2 separate regions of the Canis lupus genome follow, and region 1 is linked to region 2. The links are chromatin contacts, called in public Hi-C maps. All regions are on one chromosome and are shown on one strand. Each heading gives the region's core, a stretch centred on a gene start, on an enhancer-like site or on the middle of the called end of the contact. The rest is flanking DNA. Distances are from core to core; before and after follow the strand shown. Region 1 holds the start of KRT28 (keratin 28). Region 2 has its middle 13 kb from the start of KRT42.

The links. A called contact is a pair of places that touch in the nucleus more often than the background predicts.
Region 1: a Hi-C map of amygdala shows a contact between it and region 2, with 8 times the contacts expected there. The contact joins the promoter of KRT28 here to the enhancer-like site in region 2. A contact is called at or near these places in 4 of 9 Hi-C or Micro-C datasets (amygdala, blood and skin fibroblasts).

What each region holds. Positions count from the first base shown.
Region 1 is chr9:21,824,873-21,828,376 of UU_Cfam_GSD_1.0, reverse strand. It overlaps KRT28 (keratin 28), which reads right to left and starts at 1,466. Exons shown (of 8, transcript NM_001346072.1): 1 at 969-1,466; 2 at 242-324. The coding sequence starts at 1,418.
Region 2 is chr9:21,004,695-21,007,977 of UU_Cfam_GSD_1.0, reverse strand. No RefSeq gene overlaps it. Among named protein-coding and RNA genes, the nearest start is that of KRT42, 13 kb to the left of the region's middle. Within about 2 kb of position 1,252, at least 5 of the 20 cell types and tissues checked have an H3K27ac peak or open chromatin away from gene starts, as enhancers often do.

The sequences.
Region 1 (3,504 bases), core at 217-2,716, 820 kb before region 2:
GCTTGGCGCTATTCATATACAGTGGTGTTTTGTCCCAAGAATGTAATAAACATGTATAAACTGTGAGTATAGCTGATTGTAATAACATGCTTTGTGTCATAGGGTGTTGTTGTATTATAACATGCATTACTTTCCTTAATCTTTTATAGTTTATTTTACTCGGGATGAAATTGAAATTTTACTTAACATATTAAACAGACAGGAAACTTTTTCTAGAGAGTGTTTGTTTTCTATCACTTACTTTAGCCGGAAATCATCAGCAGCCAGTCTGGCATTGTCAATATGTAGAATTACATTAGCATTAGCAGTAGTGGAAGAGATAATCTAGAAGAAATCAAAAGGGAGGACACAACAAATAAGCCTGCTCTTATAATTTGTTATCTCAGGAAATAAAAAATGTGACACAATGAACTTTTGCGTAAATATCTTATTTCCTGGGGCACCTGGGTGGCTCAGTGATTGTCTGCCTTTGGCTCAGGTCATGATCCTGGGGTTCTGGGATCGAGTCCTGCATGGAGCTCCCCACAGGGGTGGGGGTGAGGGGGTGGGGGTGGGGGAAGGCTGTTTCTCCCTCTGCCTATGTCTCTGTGTGTCTCATGAATAAATACATAAAATCTTTAAAATATCTCATTTCCTCAAGTGACAACCAAAATATTTAGAATTTTAATTTCTAAAAATTACAAATGTGATTATCTCTTATCTACTCATGTAACTTTTAGAATGCAACACTTTCTTATCAATGAATATATTTCAAAACTAGTAACATTTAAGCTACTTGAAATTCATGCATCAAAGTGCTTATTTTTGACTAATAGGAAGAATTATTTATGAAAATAAATAATAAATAAATATGAATATAAATGACAGATAACAGTTATGAAGCATTTCCTGTTCATGTTCTATGTCTTTTTGCTAGGTAATTCTTAGCTTTAAATACTTTGAATATTTTCAGATTTGTGATTCCTCACCTTATTCTTAAGATCTTCAATTATTAGATGGTATCTGCTATAGTCATAATCAAGTCCACGGCAAGATCCTGGTCCATACTTATCATACCAACCCTTGATTTTCCTCTCTAGTTCAGCATTTGCCTCTTCCAGAGCTCGCACGTTATCCAGGTAGGATGCCAAGCGGTCATTAAGATTCTGCATGGTCACCTTCTCATTCCCAGACAGAAGTCCCCCTTCACTTCCAGCAAATCCAGAACAAGCAGCGCTTCCGAAGACACCACCAGCATGGTTCCCCCCAGGAATACTGCCCAGGCCCCCTCCCAAGGCACAGGAAAATCCACTTCCAGCAAAGGAGCTGCCACATGCATTGCTGCCTGCAAAGCCTGAGCCTCCACTGGATGGCCTGGCAGATCCAGTTCCAGACCATAAGCAAATATGTCTGGACCCACTAGAAAATCGGAGAGACATGACAGAAAGAGAAACGTTCACCTTGTCTGTAACAAGATAGTTGTAACTTCAAAGGTGAACAGAATATTGTGTGCTGATGGTTTCTTTGAGCTTTTATACACAATTATTGGGTGTTTCTATTTAAGTTATGCATGCCAGAAGAAAAATGGCATCATCCAGATTAGCATGAAATTATGTATAATTAGATTTTTTTTTTTGTAATCTGATGTCTAACATCCTTAGCTATTGCTTCAGGATATTTGTTATCTTAAATATAACAGGGTTCAGTCTATATTAAGTTCATTATTTTAACTTCTAATTTTGGGTGAGTAATCCTTTACTTTCATCTAGACCCTAGGAATATACCATCATTACCTGGCACCAGATATAAAGTTAAAAGTTTGATTGTGATAGGGTACCACCAACTAGCTACAGTAGGGTCTTAATTACCAGGGTGGTATATAAAGAACCATTAAGGGCACCTGGGTGGCTCAGTCGATTAAGTGTCTGCCTTCAGCTCAGGTCATGATCCCAGGGTCCTGAGATTGAGCCACCTGTCAGGCTCCCTGCTCAGTGAGGAGTCTGCTTCTCTCTCTCCCTCTGTCCCTCCCCTGTTCATGCTTTCTCCCTCTCAAATAAATAAATAAATAAATAAATAAATAAATAAATAAAATCTTAAAAAAAGAGAACCATTAATTGTAACCATAAAAAATAACCATAAATATGTAAAGAAACATATTTTATCCTGTCATAGCAAAAAATAAATGTGTCATTTAAAAAATATGATCCTGGTAACTTCTCTGGTTTTACTATGATTATAACATCTATTTATTACCTTGAACAATAATGTAGATATAAACTGATTCCTTTATTTAACATGTATGGCTACTATATCTGGTGTTCAAAGCTAAATTAAAAAATGAAGACATGATGGTAAATTACTCAGAGATGGAAAAGATATGGGTACAGTCTCTAAGAAATGTATGGTTGGAAAACAAAAAAAGAAATGTCAGGCAGAAGCTGGATCGTGTTTAGCCTTCTCTGTCAAAGAGTTTGACTGGGTATGTGTGTGGGAAGGGGAGAGGCAGTCTAGCTGAGAGGGCAGGAGAAGTGAGCAGGAATTGACCTGAGAAGCCTCCTCTTGAGGCAGTTGCCAGGAAGGTGGGGGTGAAGCAGGTGAAGAGGACAGGAAAAGGAGGGATAGGAGGGATTTGGTTGGGCTTGACTGGTTCTATGGTTCTAGATTCTGTGGTGAAGACAGGCATAAAACTGTTTTGCCTCGAGGACAGTCAGGGTGTCTCCTGGAACTGTGCTGGTACAAGCAGTCTGAAGCCTGGTCAGCTAGCACTGTGGCTGTCATCGGCATGGCCTTTAAATGCACTTTCTGGGCAAAATTGTAGGATTTTTTAAAGCAGCAGAAGGTCTTAGACATTATCTAATTTAGCCCCTTTGTCGGATGGGGCAAGCTGAGAGCTGTAAATGTTAAACGATTTGTTCAGAGTCACCAGGAACATGCCAGAGGAAGATTTGGCATATGTTCTAGATAGCACTGAGAGTCTGGCATCATGAGTCTATTTTAAGATACAAATAATTTCTCTAAATGATTTACGCCCATACAAATACCTATTTTATATAATTCCCTCAATAGTCTTAACATGTTATATTAAATTGTGAAATTATTCTCTTAAGTTGCTGAATTATTGAAATTGAAATATTAAAAAATTAGGATATTAAAACGAAGAATTATAAATCTCTTCAGTGTCTGATTATTAGCTGTAAATAATAGTTAAACAAATTTTTGGTGTAATGTGTATGCATCCTTCAGAGTAAAAAAAATTTCCAAAGAACATTTTGTGACACGAAAGGGAAAGAAGCTTTTTTTTTTTTTTTTAAAGCTTAAGTTGAAATAACTTGCTTCCCTCATTAGCATCACCCCTGGTGATCCCACACCTTTCACAGCAATTGTCCCTGACCTTTTATTTCCACCAGGGGGCAGCGCTCACCTGCAAATGGATGTTGCTTGGCGCTGAATCACACTTCAGCTTGCGTCCTTTGAGCCTTCAGCTGGAAATTATTAAACCCTTGGTAAGAAGCAACCTCAATATTT
Region 2 (3,283 bases), core at 3-2,502:
GGGGGGAGCTACTGCTGAACCTGGAAGCATTTGACAAGCAGGGGTCAAGTCACAGCAGCTTTAACCAGGCTCTGGGAAGGTGCTCCCGCTTGGGGAGGAAAAGCAGAAAGACCCCGGGGTTTCACCTGTCCCCAAATCACAGAAGCACTTGCCAAGTCCCAGGGGATCCTGATTAGGCCGCTGCTCCCAGCAGAGCTGAGTGATCCTGCCCAGTCCTCTGGCCCTGTCATCCCAGGTGGATGTTCCAAACTCCCCAGGATGGGGGCTGCGTCCTTCCCTCGGCTGGGAGATCCCCTGTGGCTGCAGCCACACTTCTTCTTCAGACAAGCAGTCCCCCGGGGCTGAGACCCTGTCTGCTTTTCATGATCTCCCCGTGTTCCCTGACCTAGACCACAAAGACCAAAGCCAGTGAAGACCAGAAAACCCGTTCTTCCCTTCCCAGCGCCACCCACACTTCCCTAGGCCCTGACCTTCCTCCACTCAGCCACCCAGCCAGCCCCCCTGCCTTGGAGTGTCCCCCCTTGGCTTCAGCCCGGGAGCCAGCCAAACTGCAGTCCTTCCCATGCCAGGACAGATGGACCCTGTCAGACCTTCCCTCCCCTGAACCCTTCCATCACCCAGCTGGCGCAGGAGGGCTTTTGTCCTCAGAACTACACTTCTCTCCTGTGCTTCAGGCCCAGTCCCAGACCCTCATCCTGCTGAGCCTAAGTTCAGGGGTTGGGGGCCATACCATCCATCAAAGGCTGCTAGAGCAACAAGCCCTGGCTGTCCTGGCCTTGGGAAGGGAAGGGGTGAGTCTCCCCAGACCCACAAGGCCCCTGCTCCCTCCCTTCCCCCTCACCCCCCCCCCCAAGCCAGGCTTCAGCCGGGTGTGTAGACCCAGGTTGGGGTGCGGTGTTGGCAGGACAAATAGTCTCTAGTGTTGGGTGTTGTGCCTTGGTTACCAAGGAGGGAAGCTGGCTCTCTGCCGTGTTTGGGCCCCAGGCTGAATGTGTGGGTGGGGAGGGAAGGCAGAGGATTTGGGGTGTGGGGCCCTCACTCTCGGCTCCCAGGGCCTGCGGGCAGGGAAGGCCCGCCAGGACTCGCAGCTCGCTGGGCAGACTCAGACTTGCTGCCGCCCTACCTTTCTGCTGGCTCTGGGACACGCCAGGCCAGGTAAAGCATGCTGGGGGTAGGGCAGGCTCCTCCCCTGCTCAGATTTGGGGCTGGGGGGAGCTGGAGCCCCAACTAGGCAGGCACTGCCATGTCCCGACCCCCAGGACAGACCAGACAACCCAGGAGAGGGTCCCAGGACCAGATTGAGTCCCTTGTACTTCAGTTTCCCCATCTGTAAAGTGTCGGGAGCTAGCCTGGGTAGTCCCAGGGGGGTTCCCCTGCTTCTACTCTCCCTGCACGAACTGAGAGATTGGGGAGTCAGGCCATGGGCTGGGGAAGCATGGCCAACTGAGAGCCCCTGGCCCTGAGGGCTCCTGCCACTTTGCAGGCCCACTGCCCAGCCCAGGGCTGGCACCCATGAGTGCCAAGAGGGGTCTGAACACAGGAACCCCAGGAACCCAGAGCCGTGGCCAGGAATAGCATTAGAGAAGAGGGGGGGGTCTCCTTTCCTGGTGGCCCTGAGGGTGGGGGCTACCTTTCTCCCTCTCCCAGCAATGGCCAAGCAACAGCCAAAAGAATCTGGGCCTGCCCCCTGGTAACTTCTCATCAGCAACTTGTCACAGCATCAGTCCCTTCCTGTGTCCCTGGCTCTGTGCTGGAAACTGGGGAGGTAAGACTGGGCCCCATCCCAGGATCAGGGACACAGCCCGTGCAGGAGGCCACAGACAGCACCAAGACCAGCCTCAATAACACAGAGCAGGGAAGCTTTCCAGTGGGGTGGAAAAGGTCAGACTTAGGGTCTGGGGGTTTTCAGGGACCAAAGAGGAAAGGGCTTGAGTGTGGGGACAGGCCATGCCATAAAAAACACAATGTGTGTGGGCATTTGGGGGTGGGGAGCCTGGAAGTTAGGCCTAGATGGACGAGGAGCTTAACTTTAAGGGCCTTGTGGCCAGGATGAGCCACTGGAAATATGGGGAGGAAAAGGACATAGTCCCAGGTGGGAGACAGCCATCTCCCCACAAGCAGACACCATCCCTCGGCCCTGACTGAGGCTCTAGACACCACCCGGAAATCCCAAGACCTAGGTCTCCGCTTTGGATAAGTACATGAGCTAAGAATGCCAATCCAATCCAGACCTGCCCTCCAAAGCCTTAAGTTGGCAAAACAAAAGAGAAAAGGGACCTGCCCATGCAAGTGATGGGCTGGGCCGCTGGGCCTGGGGAGGGGGGCGTGAGGGGACCCACAGGTCTGGGAGCTAAGGCTCGTGGGCAAGAGTGGCCTCCAGTGTGTACACAGTGAGAAGAGCTGTGCTCTCGGCAGGGAACGAGGCTCCTTCCCAAGGAGCTGCCCCAGGTTGTGCCTGCAAATGTGGGATTCCCAAACAGCCAGATCCCAGTTGTACGCAGGAAGCGGGAACTCTGGATGGGATTGGAAAGCCTCTCAATCTTTAAGATTTAGAAACTGATTCCAAAATAACACCAATGCAGGCCTAGCAGAACATAGAAGTAAGAGAGCCTCAGAACTCATGGGGGGGGGGGGCCTGAACACAACGGTCCCCTTGACAAAAGGGTAAACTGAGGTCCAGAGGGGAAATAGGCCTGTAGACTGAGTCAAGTCAGACCAGAACCTAGGCCCCTGGCTCTCCTATGCTCCCAACACCACACCACCTCCCAGGAAACCCCCAGAGCAGCAGCATGGATGGTTCCCACCCCCTCACCTGCCACCACCCTGCGGACTGGGGCACAGCCGAAGGGGTTGGGCTGCATGGCCCCTCATGGATCATCCCCCTCTCCACACCGACAGGCCTCTGCTCCCCGCACCTATGGGTTCCCAAGTCCTCTCCATACCCTCCAACCCGTCTCACCTCATGGCAGCCAGGAATTGTTCTCCCACTCTACAGGAAAGGGAAACCAAGGCCAGAAAGGCCAGGCCATTGCCCAAAGTCCTTCTGTGACAATTTCTAGAAGGTGGGGAGAGGTCTCTGTGCCTGCCTGCTTGCAGGTCCCTGTAATTCGGACAGCAGCAGGAAGAACCCAGCTTGCAAGGCAGGGAGGGCAGGGATGAGTGAGGCCGGTTCAGGGCAGCCTCAGCACAGGGCCAAGGCCAGAGAAGCCAAGCCTCAGCCTCTGTATCCCTGAGTCTGAAGAGGGGGCTCAGCAGGGGCCCAGGGGGCCTCAGGGTCAGGAGT